Regions from separate parts of the Rattus norvegicus genome. Here all the other regions are linked to region 1. Evidence: chromatin contacts called from public Hi-C data. All regions are on one chromosome and are shown on one strand. The core of a region is the stretch at or near the end of the contact, and the rest is flanking DNA. Distances in the headings are between cores, read along the strand shown.

Region 1 (2,700 bases), core at 69-2,568:
TCTAGCCCCAAGAAGAGTTCTTGAATGCTGCTCCAAAGCAGCAGAGTGAGGGGTATCATTGTATAAGGTCATCTACATACTGGTTTAAGCTGCTGGGGGACAGGTTGGGAGAAAGGAGGTCAGTGGCCAGAGCCTGGTTGAAGTAATGGGAACTAAGACAGATCCCCTAGGGCAGATAGTCCAAGTAAGTTGAGGTGCTGTCATCTGGGTGTAAAGGGAAAAGGAGAGGAAGAGTGTGAGAAAGTCAAGTATGAGGGTTAGGCACTACTGGGGGATAGGCAGTTGCTGCACTGATGATGCTGAAGTTCTTAGCATGGGATAGGCAGGTGCTGTGCTGATGATACTGAGGTCCTGAGCATGGGATAGGAAGGATGCTGTGTTGATGATGCTGAGGTCCTGAGCATGGGCAGTAAAAGCCATCAGGCTTTGGGATGGGCAAGGCAGAGGTGATACAGGGCTAAAAGAGTATGCTGGAGAGCACCTTTATTAATCAGGTACTGTCTGCAAGGTTTTAAGTCTTGTGCAGAGTGATACATGAGTAAAAGTAGGGTCCTAGAGTAGAGTGTTAATGGGAGTGCTGATGAGAACCCTCTGAAAGAGAAAAGGTGTCCTGTACTTTGGGATCAATGAGGGTGTGCGGAAGAGAACACATTAAAGCATCAGTAGGAGTCAGTAGACAAAGAGGCTCTTCAGGGTTTAGGAGAAGAAGAATACTGGAAGGAGCTGGATGCATGTAAGAAGTGTAAGAGAAAAGAAAAGCATGACTGGCCATGATGTTCCTGCCCAACAGAGAGGTTTGGGAATGAGGCATAGAGGGAAGAGCAAGTCTCTATTTAGCATACAGTCATTCCTGACAGGACAGATATAGATGTAGACAGGTTCTGTCAGCACCACGTGTGTGTTTATTACCATGGACATTTCCATAGAGTAACTGGAAGGATGGGCGTAGAGAGTCGCTCTATTCCTTCCAAAATGACTTAGAGGCTCCAGGATGAATGTTAGCTGCAGCCCTCCCTAAAGACAAGTATAGCAGAGGTCCTACACTCTCCCTTTACTTCTGACTTCCCCCCACACACACTTTCCACATTGACTCTGAACCATTTGGTAAACCAAAGACATGCCCAGGAGATCGGTAGGCTTGTGTAGAGCAGAGATGGGAATTTTCCCATCAGAAAGTAGGGACTATGAGTCCATGTTCCCAGAAATCATCCCGTCTGCCCATTTCCAGTCTAAACACAGAGCACAGCTTGTCCATGCCAGCATTTCCTAAGAGGAGGGAGGAGCCCTTGGTGGGGTTAAATAGGCATCCCTGTGCACTGGGGATAACAACACACCAGGGAAGTGGCAACCCTGAACATCAGGAGTCAGCAATCACAGAGGCTGGCAGCTGGCTGGTATCGGCTCTGCAGGTAATGCCCACGATTCCTGCCTCCTGGAGCAGAAGGAACCTTCCCAGGCCTGTGTGGTACTGGCTATGGTCTGCAACCTATGTTTGTGGGGGTGGAGCAAGAGCTTTGGCTGAGATACTAGGTTAGAAGCAGGGAACATTTCTGGGGTTCATGAAATTTCCTCTCTGGTTTGTTGCTCTTGCCTATGGAAGATGCAGATGCTGTGGTCTGTGCTCATGGAGAGTAAATGGAGCCTGCACCTCTGACTCCACAGGTGGAGTTTTGAGAGCTTGCTAGCTTGCCTACTGCTGCCATTGCTAGGGTGACACAGGACTGTTGCAGAGTCACGCCGGGGGAGGTGGCAGCTCTGCTGTGATCACATCACAGAAGACATGCCTGGGGAGTGGGATCCCACTTCCCTCCTAGATCCCAGATGCCATGGTCACGCTCAGGGGCTTCACCCTCAACAGGGGAAGCAAAGAAGGCTCATGCACTGAGTCACGTCTCCTGCTGTACAAACCCAGCAGCCTCTTTACTCCGGAAATAATTTTGGCACAAAATGTTGTTTAGTACTTTTCCAAAGAAATGTTTGCATGAGTCTGAAAGCAAAACCAGCCAAGTTGCTGAGGTCCCTGGCTCGTCTGCAGGCATGTCACGGCTATTTGCACGAGTGGCTTAGCACCAGCACACCCTCCTCTTGTAAATCCTTCTTCTCTCCACTCCATCTTCCCTTAGCTCCATCCTCCTCTCCCTGATCCCCTTCCTCCTATCTCCCCACCCCACTTTCTTCCACTTTATCACTCCCTTCCTTCTCCAAATGCCTGTTCTCCCCTTTCTCTTCTTCCTCTGCCTCCTGTTCATTTACTGTTCACCTTCACCTTTGGACATCTGTACAAGTGGCCAGAGGCTAAAGGTACACAATCTTGTTTACCAGGATCGTAATAGCCCATTACGATGCCTGTGACCCCCACATCAGGTGTATAGAAAGGAGATGGACCCCTACACATTCCCTACAACCACCCAATGCCCACAATAAGCCAACCACTTACCCATAATGTAACCTGGACCCCTCACCAAGCTACACAGAGAGGTCCACCCATTTGCTTGCTATCACACAGACATCCTGACAGCCAACATGAAATCTGGTCCAGGTGTGAGAAATTGATACCTGTCCTTCTTCCCACCAGAAGGCCTTCCAAGCCTGAGGTATAAAGCACCATGTGGTGGCCTGGTATGGCTGAGAGAACCTTCCCCTACTAATCCTACTGATACCCATTCACACTACACTGGATATCTCCAGTGTTTCTACTCA
Region 2 (2,700 bases), core at 183-2,682, 410 kb before region 1:
TACAGCGGCTACACGCTGGTTTTTCTAGTTTGTCCTGAAAGCATCCACAACGTGATCAACACCTTCTGTGCATTTTGCCCATGTGTTGGCCTTTGGCTCTGTGTGACCTGCTGGAGTGAAGGGAGGGGAGAGGCAGATGGAACTCTGCTCCCTGGTGCCCAACCAGATTACAGGCGCCACCTGCTGGCTAAAGTAAGGCTGGTATCAACTAAAGTCACATCCTCCCTCCAGCACCGGCTCCACGTAAGGGGCTTAAGGAGAGTTTTGTGTGCTTGAGACTTTCCTTACATTAAAAAAAAAAAAAGAGGAAGATGTTGAATAATTGGTCCGCCCTGGTAAAGTAAGGACAGAAAATGTGAGGGCGCTATTTGTGGTCATTGATCTTAGCACCCTTCCTGACCCCAAGGTGATTCGCAGAAGGATGTGTTTTCCAAGGAAGACTGAACTGTAGCTAGGGGATCCTGGCTTGAACTAGGACACTGCAGTTACTTGCTGTGTGAACTGTCTCTGCAATTCAGGGCCTCCTTCTGCAAAGTCCAAATGGCAATGCTACTACCCCTTCTCGGGATTTATGAAGTCCATCTTGCAGAGCACCAGCTCATGAGAAATACAGTCCAGAAGATTTTGTCCCGTTTCTACCGAGAATGGGTGCACTGGAAATTTAAGTGCGCTTAACTCTGCTCCCAGGCAGATTCTCAGAGAAAATGCAGAATCCTGTTCCTGAGTTATAACCTTCTTGTTTCTAAGTGTTTGTTTAAGTGCCGGGGACATCGGGCACATTGCATCATTGCTGCACACCGAGGTATTTACAAATGTGTGGGGAGGGCATAGGTGAGCATAGCATTCTGGGTAATCAATGATTATATTACTGCTGCTTCCTGCCTGCCACTCAAACATCTGGAAGCTATTGAAATGCCAAGAGTCACAGTCTTCCTCGTCTTTCTGTTTAAACAAATGCTCCTGAGACCCTCAAGTCACAGACACCCTTAGACCAGTTGTGTGCACAGGGAAATTAGAATTGGCGAGGCTCAGTGCCAGACCTGGGCTTCTGTGCAGAGGCTTGTTGCCATAACTGAGTTTCTGATAAAGTTGCTACTTAGCTTCTAGCTGGTTTTATGCTGGCAGTTCATAGGTCAAGATTCCTTATGGCTGAATTTTCCAGAGACGATTCCTGAAAACCTGAAGCTCTAGCTTCAAGATTCAGAAGCAGGACTTGCTGCCCCTGTTTCTACCTCTAAAGCTGGTGGTAGGTAGGATATATATTAAACAGACAGACAGACAGACAGACAGATAATGGCCCACCTTCATTTTGGGTACAGGGCATACTCACAGAGAAGCCACCCAGGTGGGCCCAGCTCCACAGTCTCGTACGGCCTCCTGCTCACAGGATCATAGTGTTTGAACACCACAGCAGCCTGGTCGATACTTGTCAGGTTGATTCCTGGAACTGACAGGAAGGCAAATAGGACAAATGGGACATTTTTTTCCAAGAGTGTGACCTGGCTGCTGGTCCCACAAACAAGCAAGCGACTTGTGTTTCACAGCCCCATTCTGTCTGCGGGTGTTGTGACATTGGTGGTGATGGGGTTTGGGGAGTGTTGGAGATGCTGACATGTGAATGGAGGCTTTGTAGGAGTCAGCAACCCTAGCTGTGAGACCTCGAGGAAAGTGTGGCCACCCATACTTCACAGAGAGAAGCATCATGCCAGGTGGCTTGCCTGCGAGTCACTCTGGGCTGTTGCCACCATGCCACCAAGCACCCCATCACTTTCCAGACACTTTTCATAAGTATAATCTGCGAGAGTGGAGAAGGTGCTGGAACGAAGGTTGGTGAGTGTTGAAAGACTAGGTAGTGGGCACTGGAGCTATGGTTCAGAGGTAGAAAGAAAGCACGAACTGCTTTATCAAAGGATCGGAGTTCTGTTCCCAGCACTCACATCTGCCTGTGACTCCAGCTCCAGGAGATCTGGCATCCTTCTCTGGACTCTCAGAGGACTTGTATTCACGTTAACACAGACACAAAAACACACACACACAGTCACAGCCACATACGTACACACATGTGTGTTCACACAGTCATATACATGTGCACACACATACATACACGTGTACACACTCAGACATTCAAACACATTTTCACATATACACACACATAGCCACATACATGTACACACATGTGTGTCCACATGCAGTCACATACATGTGCACACACATACACACGTGTGTGATCGAGCACACACATATGTACACATACATTCACACAGACTCTCCAACACATACTCACATACACACACATAGTCACACACATGTACGCACATGTGTGTCCATACACAGTCACATACATGTGCATACACACACACACACACACACCTACCTGATGCTAAGGTTTATTTTGTTTAAGAGACTGTTGCTCCCTGATGGGACAGAGGTGACTTTGTATTTTTGTTGGTGAGTGTCTGTGGGTGGGGGATGCTGCGTTCATGTGGAAGGCAGAGGGCAGACCCAGAGGAGTCATTCTTCAGAAGCTATCATCCACCTGATGATGAGGCAGGGTCTCACACTGGGCCCTGGGGTTCACGGATTGGACGATGCTGGCTGCCTATGGAGCCCCAGGGATCCACCCGTGTCTGCCTCCCCAATGAGATTGCAAGCCCATGTCACCACATCTAGCATTGTATGTGCATGCTGGGAATCTAAGAC
Region 3 (2,700 bases), core at 140-2,639, 370 kb before region 1:
AACATAACGTATATCTGGGGATGGACAGGAAAAGCCCTTGCATTTGACTTGTGTTCCTGCTGGAAGACAGACCAATGCTAAGAAAACCATAGCACTGCACGCCCACAGGTACCGGTAGTGTGTAAGGGGACAGTAAGTATGAACAGCAGCAACAACAAAACAGGTCAACTTGCAGGAATGAGGATTGATGGGGGTCAGATAAGAGGTTTGGGACAAGCCTGAGCAAGGAAGGGAGCTGGACAAGCTGGAATTTCTCCCTGAGTCAATAGGGAGCCATGGTCAGTTTCCAGATGAGCAGAGGCTTGCCCTGGTCTTGATGAAGATTCTGAAGGATGGCTCTGTTGTTCTGCTTAAAATATACCCTTAGCATTTGACACTTGGGACAGCCATGGTTGCTAGGTGATGGGCAGTCGGTATGGGAATCTCAGAGATGTAGGAAAGAGGCCGAGTCCCAATTTGTTTCAGTGTGGGGTTAACAGAGCTTCCTGACACGTGTAGGAGTAGTTGGGAGAAATGGATCAACTATGAACCAGTGGATGGAGTTTGGTTTAACAGAGAGTGGAATTGCCAGACAATCTCTCTCTCTCTCTCTCTCTCTCTCTCTCTCTCTCTCTCTCTCTCTCTCTCTGTGTGTGTGTGTGTGTGTCTGTGTGTGTGTGTGTGTGCGCACACACACACACACACACAGACACACAGACACACACACACACACACACACACACACACACACACACACACACACACACACACACTGAGCACCTAGAGACTATGATCCCATCAGATGTTTGAGGATATCCTGAGTTAAAAGGAAAAGGACTCTGGCATTCAGGGGAGAACACTGGGGCTGAAGACAGGAACAGTGTCATGGTTGACATGATATTGAAGGCTTTCTGCCTGTGGTAGTCACTAGATGGTAAATCTAGAGAGCAAAGGGCTCTAGACTGAGCCCCATGGCACTGAGCTCTAACACAGGGACGGGGGAAGAGAGCCAGCGAAGGAGAGAGGCCAGACAAGCTCCAGATGAGCTCCAGATAAGTTCCAGGAGAAGGTATGGCTGGCTTGTGGGAAAACAGCATCCAGATGATAACCCTGGCCTCTGCACCATGGCCCCTCAGTCGCCATGGTCTCTGAGAAGAGAACAGTGCAAACATCTGATCAAGTGAGTTTGAGGTAGAAGGCAGGGCAGGGAGTAGAGGCAAGTGTTTCACAGCACTCACCAGTGGAGGGGACCAAGGGAACTGAGTCACTGAGAATGGTTAATGACATCAGGAGTTTCCTCCAGGCACACAGGCCTACCAGCACGGGGTCGGGGTGCGGGGCACTGCATGCCTGATGACTGCTGTGGATTAGTCCCTACAGTGTGCTGTCTGTTGTCCTACGCTCAGTGAGAGGACTGAATGACAGGAAATGTTATAGTGTCCTGGTTGCTGGCGATGGCTCCAAAGAGAGCACAGATACTGCTGATGTCAGGAAGCAAAGAGCAAAGTCCTAGAGGGATGTCCCTGAACAATGAAAGGACACAGTGTCTGTGTACAAAACTTCAGCTCTTATCAATGAGCTCTTGTCAATACAGGGCATGGCAACAGATGAACAGATACAGAAAATGAATATATATCAATATATCTATATCTATCCATATCTATCTATCTATCTATCTATCTATCTATCTATCTATCTATCTATCTACCTACCTACCTACATCTATCTATCTATCTATCTATCTATCTATCTATCTATCTATCTATCTATCTATCTATCGGAATTTTACTTAGCTTTAGAGAGTACCACATTTGCATGAAAATGGAGGTCATGTTAAGTGAACGAAGCCAGACTCAGAAAGGCAAGAATGTAAACCAAGTACAGTGATGTGTGCCTGTAACCCCAGTACTCAGACTGCACAGGCAGGAGGGTCGGGAGATCAGTGTCATCCTTGGCTACATGGGGAGTTCACGGCTAGCCTGGGTTACAGGGTACTCTGTCAAAACAAACAGAAACAGAGAATGGAGGAGGAAAAATTCACACATTTAGTGTTTTCATTTGTATGTGGATATAGACTTAAATATGTAAGTATATCCGTGTGTGTGTGTGTGTGTGTGTGTGTGTGTGTGTGTGTGTGTGTATGTGAAATGGAAGAGGACCAATGAAGACTGGGTTCAAAGAGAGCAGAAGGGAGCATAAGAGAGAGTAATGGGAACAAGAAAAACAAAACAGCAAGTTTTCTTTCAAGTATGGACTCTAGATTCACACAGACACATGCGTATAATGCATGTGTGACATGATACCATGGCACGATGTGGGGAAGAAGGAACCAGTCCACACATAGACACACATATGTATGTGTGTTGTGTGTGTACGTGTGTATACACATATATACATACATACATATATACATACAACACACAGATGCATGTATACACATATACGTGTATGTATACACACAGATTTGTATTCATATGAAAATATCATCATGAAACCCATTGTCTTGCATGCTGACTAAAAAATTAGTTTAAATTTTCCAAATGAAATTTTACATCTAAAACTAAAACATAAAAAAGCAGTATTTTAGACCAAACATTAAAAATAAAACCTATTTCCACATCATCCACTTTATAGACTTTACTTTTAAACTTGAAAAAAAAATCCCTCTGGCTACTGCAGGACTGATGGCCTCCAATCCATTCATTCAGTGAGGCAGGGAAC
Region 4 (2,700 bases), core at 71-2,570, 440 kb before region 1:
ACATGCATTTTTTAGATTCATCAGTCTTATCTAGTTTTGGTGACTGTATATATATGGGCCACGTGTGGGGCAGGCTCTGAATGGCCGTTCCTTGAATCACTGCTTCCATATCCCCTCCTATGGATATTTTTCCCCCTTTAAGAAGGAGTGGGAGTATACACATTTTTGTCATCCTTCTTCTTGAGCTTCCTGTGGTCTGTGGATTGTATCTTGGGTAATTCGAGCTTTTTGGATAATATCCACTTATCATACGAAGTGTGTTTTTCTGTGATTGGGTTACCTTACTCAGGATGATATTTTCTAGTTCATTCCATTTGCTTATGAATTTCATGAAATCATTGTTTTTAATAGCTGAGTAGTATCTACATTGTGTAGATGTACCACATTTTTTGAATCCATTCCTCTGTTGAAGGGCATCTGAGCTCTTTCTAGCTTCTGGCTATTATAAATAAGGCTGCTATGAACATAGTGGAGCATGTGTCTTTGTTCTATGTTGAAGCATCATTTGGGTATATGCCCAAGAGAGGTATAGCTGGGTCCTCAGGTAGTGGAGTGTCCAATTTTCTGAGGAACCTCCAGACTGATTTCCAGAATGGTTGTACCAGTATGCAACCCCACCAACAATGGAGGAGTGTTCCTCTTTCTCCATATCCTCACCAGCCTCTTCTGTCACCTGGGTTTTTGATCTTAGCCATTCTGACTGCTGTGAGGTGGGATATCAGGGTTGTTTTGATTTGCATTTCCCTGATGACTAAGAAAGTTGGACATTTCTTTAGGTGCTTTTTGGGCCATTCGATAATCCTCAGCTGAGAATGTTTTGTTTAGCTCTGTACCCCATTTTTGATAGGGTTATTTGTCTCTCTGGAGTCTAACTTCTTGAGTTCTTTGTATATTTTGGATATTAGCCCTCTATCAGATGTAGGGTTGGTAAATATCCTTTCCCAATCTGAGTTTACAGTTTTAAAGGGACTAAACCTATTACAGCTTCCTTCTTGGTGGTTGATTTGTCATTTTGCCCAACAGGAAATCTTTAGGTGGGGTGTGTGTGTGTGTGTGTGTGTGTGTGTGTGTGTGTGTGTGTGCGCGCACGCACTCGGGTGTTCAGGGCTGTCTGTCTTGTTTTTGAACACAACTTACATTCTGGATGCTGTGTACTACGGCTATGACACCAGCTCAAGCCCTATGTTCATTTTCTCCAGAGATGGATGGTTTGATGATACCCCTGTGGAGATAAGGTGAACCTCTTGTAGGACAGGGCATGCAGGACTTGCTCTAGAGAGGCCAAGGGACAGCCACTGGGTGTCTGGGGCTTGTTGTGCACCAACACCGGCTTTGCGGGGGTGGCTCAAACAACATAGGCCTCGATTCTTAGAACTTGCCCAACTCAGACCTTGGCTTGAAAAAGTTCCATTGATTGAACTTATTGACTTGCTGGTGTTGACCTTGAACATTTCTGTTTGTTCCATTTCACCAGGTCCCTCCCTGCTGTCATTTTACCACACAGATCCTCAGATGGACTCCAAGATGAGGTATCACTTATTGAATCATGATCACCACTTATGGGGCCCTGTCTGCCAGGCCTTGTCCTGAAAGGTCCCAGGCGGAGGACAATGTTCCTACCTCCTGAGAAACAAAAATCAGAAATGCACTCAAAACGAGGCACAGACGTTGTCACAGGGGCGCTGGATGGGGGAACTTGTCAGAGGTCACAGACTGTGTGTAGAAGCTGGGTTGCTGCTTGTCAAGAATCAAAGACGCCTTTCTAAGAGAAAAGAGAGTTCTCAAGGGAAAGCAGGAAGTCGGGCAAGCTGAGCTGTCATAAGTAAACAGCGCAGGTGCATTTGGCTCGAGCGTCCGGGTGTAGAGGCTTACTGGCCAAACTAGTATTTCTCAAACCTTAGCAAGTATAGTTTAAGAAAATTGACCTTCTGGTAGAGTCAGTTCTGGGTAAGATGCTTTGCCATTCTGCAGCAGGGCAGAACCTGGTGGGGGTGGGTAAGTGAAGGGAATGATGCAATCCACCCCCACCACTATGTCTCTGTTCTCACAGCTCTGCCTGTTCTGACCTCCAGAACATGCTGTGACGGGCTGGCTGGCTGACCATTCTGCTGCCATTTTGGTTTTCTTATGGTACACCTTTCAGGACAAATGGGGAGACAGCTGATAGTACATGCCCACCTACCTCTTTTTCTCCATCTTGTCTGCATCCATAGCCTCTGTCCATATCTGCTATCATCACGGTGACTGACAACTGTAGAGCACGTGGCACAGGACACGTGCCCTTCTGAGTACCGCCTGGATGCTGGCCCTCACAGGTCCATTCTTTTCTGATTTCTACCTTGAAGATGAGGCAGGGAAGATTTACTGGAGTCCAGCACCTAGCCTTAGGTCATCACAAGGCTGGTACGGAACAGGAAAAAAAAAGTGTAACCTGATACATGCCTGAAAAGTGGTGACGTGAGTCACTTGGCTCTCGACTGTAAGCTGATTTAGAGTATCACGAGGCCTTGGTTTTGTGCTAAGCAAAGAATAGGCTCTCTGCATAACTGAGGGAATGAGTTAGAGGGAAGAAATATAGTTTTTCTCTTATTCGGTGGTTAAGATTGGCACCTCTTCTGCTAGAATGAGAACATTTGGGATGTTAGATGTTTGTCTGGGGCACACTCTTGGTTACTCTACAATAGCAGGGGAGGGAGAGCA
Region 5 (2,700 bases), core at 159-2,658, 320 kb before region 1:
ATGCCAGAAAGGACTATATACATAGCAAGACCCTGTCTCAAAAGGCTAAAGGGTAGTAGTAGGGGTAAAATGTCATCAAACAGTCAGACCCAATACATGCCTCAGAAATGCCCAGAGGTCTCTTGAAACTGCTTAAAAGGATCACACCCCAAATAGTTCGACCTTTGTGCATTTGGGGGTAAAAAAATGTGTGACCTGCCTTGAGTAAACCAATGACTACGTGACTTATACTCACTGGGCACTTAATGGTGTCATACTAGCCTCTATTTGAAACACTTGAAGAATGTGGGTTTCTCGAGCTCTCATGGCAATTCCCCCTGTGAGATGGGGGAATTATTATTCATGGTTTAGGTAGGAGGAAACCAAAGCACAGTGATATCTTAACCAGCAGGGAGCCCAGTTTCTACCCTGGCTCTTCCTCGCTGCTAAGACCAAGGGGGAAAGACACCCCAGGAGCCAGCAATGTGAGAACACCCCATGTTCTCATGACAATCTATCAATGAGCTAGATGTGCCTAAATGACAACTGAGGACCAAGACAGAAAGAGTGGGGTGCGGCAAAGCTTAAATGAAGTCCTGTATCTCAAAGATGGCAGAGACTGTCTGAATTCAATCCCTGACCTCTGTCTTAGCACATCAGAGGCAGATGCCAAGAACCAAAGGGTAGCCAGTCATCCTGAAACACCGAGGTCTTTCTCCATGGCTCTTCCCCCAAAAAGCCTGAATAACAGTGGCCCCAGAAGGTCTGCTTCATGCAGATGCTTGCCTGCTTCTCCTGAAGAGAAGTAGTCTAATTCCACAGTTAAAGATTTGAGTTCCTGGACCAGCAGGCTAGTTCTACCCCACTCCACCCTTGTGCTTAATGTACTGACTTTAGGGACCCGTAGGTCACATCTTGGGAGGTCTAGCTTCAGAAATCACAGAGTTTAGGCTGGAAACTAGAGGTCCTGAGCAGGCTCTCAAGTTCACTCGGTAGCATCTGGACTGTGAGAACTAGCTCTCTCCAGTTGTATATACCCTCAGCCCCTTGCAGTGACAATCTGAAAATGTTCTCACTTGACGCGCAAAGGCAGCAATGCCTTTGATCTACTGTGATCCTTTGAGGTGGGAGTAAGATCTGGAGCCCAGAAATGGTTTATGTTCGCAAAGCACATGGGAGGCCAGGTGAAGACCAGATCCTCTAAAGGTCTTTCCCAGGAAATCCTCCACACATTATGCAAGCACAAGCAAACAAACCATCCCAGATTCCCCTGGGAGGGTAGAAGAGTGTTGTCCTGGGGGAGGCAGGCTCACTTCCGGTGAGGAATCTGTGCTAGTCCCATGGTTCTGTTTGTTAATCATTAGTTGATCTGGAGTGGGGCATCAGAGGAATCCAATTTTCTGAGCTCCACAAGCCACTCTGCAGCTCAGATAGTCACCAGGGTCACTACAGGAGGAATTGTTCCGTGAGTAACCCAGGGGAAGGGAGAACAATGTCAAAAGAGAGTGACTTGCAATTCTGATTAGCCCAAGACCAAAAGCTCTTCCTGGGTCACTTGACTTTAGAGCTAAACCTGGAGGGGAGTCTGGGGTCAACTGGACATCTGGTCACCCTCCCTACATGTTAGAAATGCTGAGACTGGGTTGAAACTGTGATGTACCTGTGCTCAATGCCCTTGCTCCCTCGCTAGGCCACTGCACTCAAGCCCCTCACGCTTCCACACAGCTAGCTCTGGGCAGCGTCTGCTGAATCTAGATATTCCAATGCTCCAGGCAGGTGCTGTTGACACAGTGGAAGTTGGAGGCTGGGAGGAGGGGCAGTCTGAGTAATTCACTTGAAGCCACAGAAAGGAGTGTGTATTGGAGGCTGAATTTCAGAAGATATTTAGGGACAGGAGAGTCTGGGAAGCCAGGTACGTTATCAAATTCTCTTTTCCATGAAGTAAAACTGGGCAGAGCTACTATTGTGATTGTGTTCAAAGTCAGCAAAGGACAGTTCAAGTGTCAAATGTGACCCACACTCCAAGTGAGGGGTATGAGATGTAGAATACCAGCACAGAGGTTATCGTTTGAAAATAGAAGTTAAATATACATGCATGAATTATAAATCATTGAACCATGTTGATGAAAGTGGTGACCCAAGACTGTCATCCCTGCTATGAACAGAAAGCCATCTTCAGTGCCTCCTGGTGCTAAAGAGTTAGTTCCCCAGACAATTGAGGGAGATGGTATCTCAAGACAAGTGGGAAGCCAGGTGGGTCTTTATTAAACCTACCACCCTGTGTTCTCAAACTGTGCAACAAACGTACCATTAAAGTCAAGGGTACGAGGGGTGGAGAGATGGCTCAGTAGCCAAGAGCACTAACTGTTCTTATAGAGGAACTGGGTTCCGTTCCTAGCACCTACACTAGGTATCCCACCTGTAACTCTAGTTCTGGGTGATACAACACCCTTTTGCCTTTTATGGGCACGTAAATGTGGGTGCACATGCATGCATGCAAACAGACACACACATCTAAAAATAAGTAAAAATTTTTAAGTGGAGAAATGGCTGACGATGTTAGAGGTAAAACTCGGCAGCATTTTCATAAGATACATGAGGCTCAGCGTTCATTTCCTAGTAGAAGAGAAGAGAAAAACAGACAGGGTTTTGTGACACTCTAAGGTTATTTGAATTTTAGACTGCAGGACCCATGCCTAGAGTTTTGTTTAAAATGCTTGC

What was found. A called contact is a pair of places that touch in the nucleus more often than the background predicts.
Region 2: a contact with region 1 is called in a Hi-C map of the A7r5 cell line, with 3 times the contacts expected there. The contact joins the promoter of Serpina11 here to the promoter of Serpina3n in region 1. A contact is called at or near these places in 7 of 12 Hi-C or Micro-C datasets (the A7r5 cell line, Schwann cells, frontal cortex and 3 more).
Region 3: a contact with region 1 is called in a Hi-C map of liver, with 3 times the contacts expected there. The contact joins the enhancer-like site here to the promoter of Serpina3n in region 1. A contact is called at or near these places in 2 of 12 Hi-C or Micro-C datasets (kidney and liver).
Region 4: a Hi-C map of liver shows a contact between it and region 1, with 5 times the contacts expected there. The contact joins the enhancer-like site here to the promoter of Serpina3n in region 1. A contact is called at or near these places in 2 of 12 Hi-C or Micro-C datasets (hepatocytes and liver).
Region 5: a contact with region 1 is called in a Hi-C map of liver, with 3 times the contacts expected there. The contact joins the promoter of Serpina4 here to the promoter of Serpina3n in region 1. A contact is called at or near these places in 10 of 12 Hi-C or Micro-C datasets (the A7r5 cell line, the Rat2 cell line, Schwann cells and 6 more).

The regions. Positions count from the first base shown.
Region 1 is chr6:129,087,074-129,089,773 of GRCr8, forward strand. It overlaps Serpina3n (serine (or cysteine) peptidase inhibitor, clade A, member 3N), which reads left to right and starts at 1,319. Exons shown (of 5, transcript NM_031531.3): 1 at 1,319-1,409.
Region 2 is chr6:128,676,022-128,678,721 of GRCr8, forward strand. Serpina11 (serpin family A member 11) reads right to left here and starts at 1,433. Exons shown (of 5, transcript NM_001166352.1): 1 at 1,331-1,433.
Region 3 is chr6:128,719,657-128,722,356 of GRCr8, forward strand. All of the region lies in intron 3 of Serpina12 (serpin family A member 12), which reads right to left. Among named protein-coding and RNA genes, the nearest start is that of Serpina12, 11 kb to the right of the region's middle. Within about 2 kb of position 1,390, at least 2 of the 93 cell types and tissues checked have an H3K27ac peak or open chromatin away from gene starts, as enhancers often do. A contact at or near this core is called in liver, where this site is marked.
Region 4 is chr6:128,646,056-128,648,755 of GRCr8, forward strand. The region is part of intron 2 of Serpina1 (serpin family A member 1); the gene reads right to left. Among named protein-coding and RNA genes, the nearest start is that of Serpina1, 5.7 kb to the right of the region's middle. Within about 2 kb of position 1,321, at least 4 of the 93 cell types and tissues checked have an H3K27ac peak or open chromatin away from gene starts, as enhancers often do. A contact at or near this core is called in hepatocytes and liver, where this site is marked.
Region 5 is chr6:128,763,374-128,766,073 of GRCr8, forward strand. It overlaps Serpina4 (serpin family A member 4), which reads left to right and starts at 1,409. Exons shown (of 5, transcript NM_145097.2): 1 at 1,409-1,444.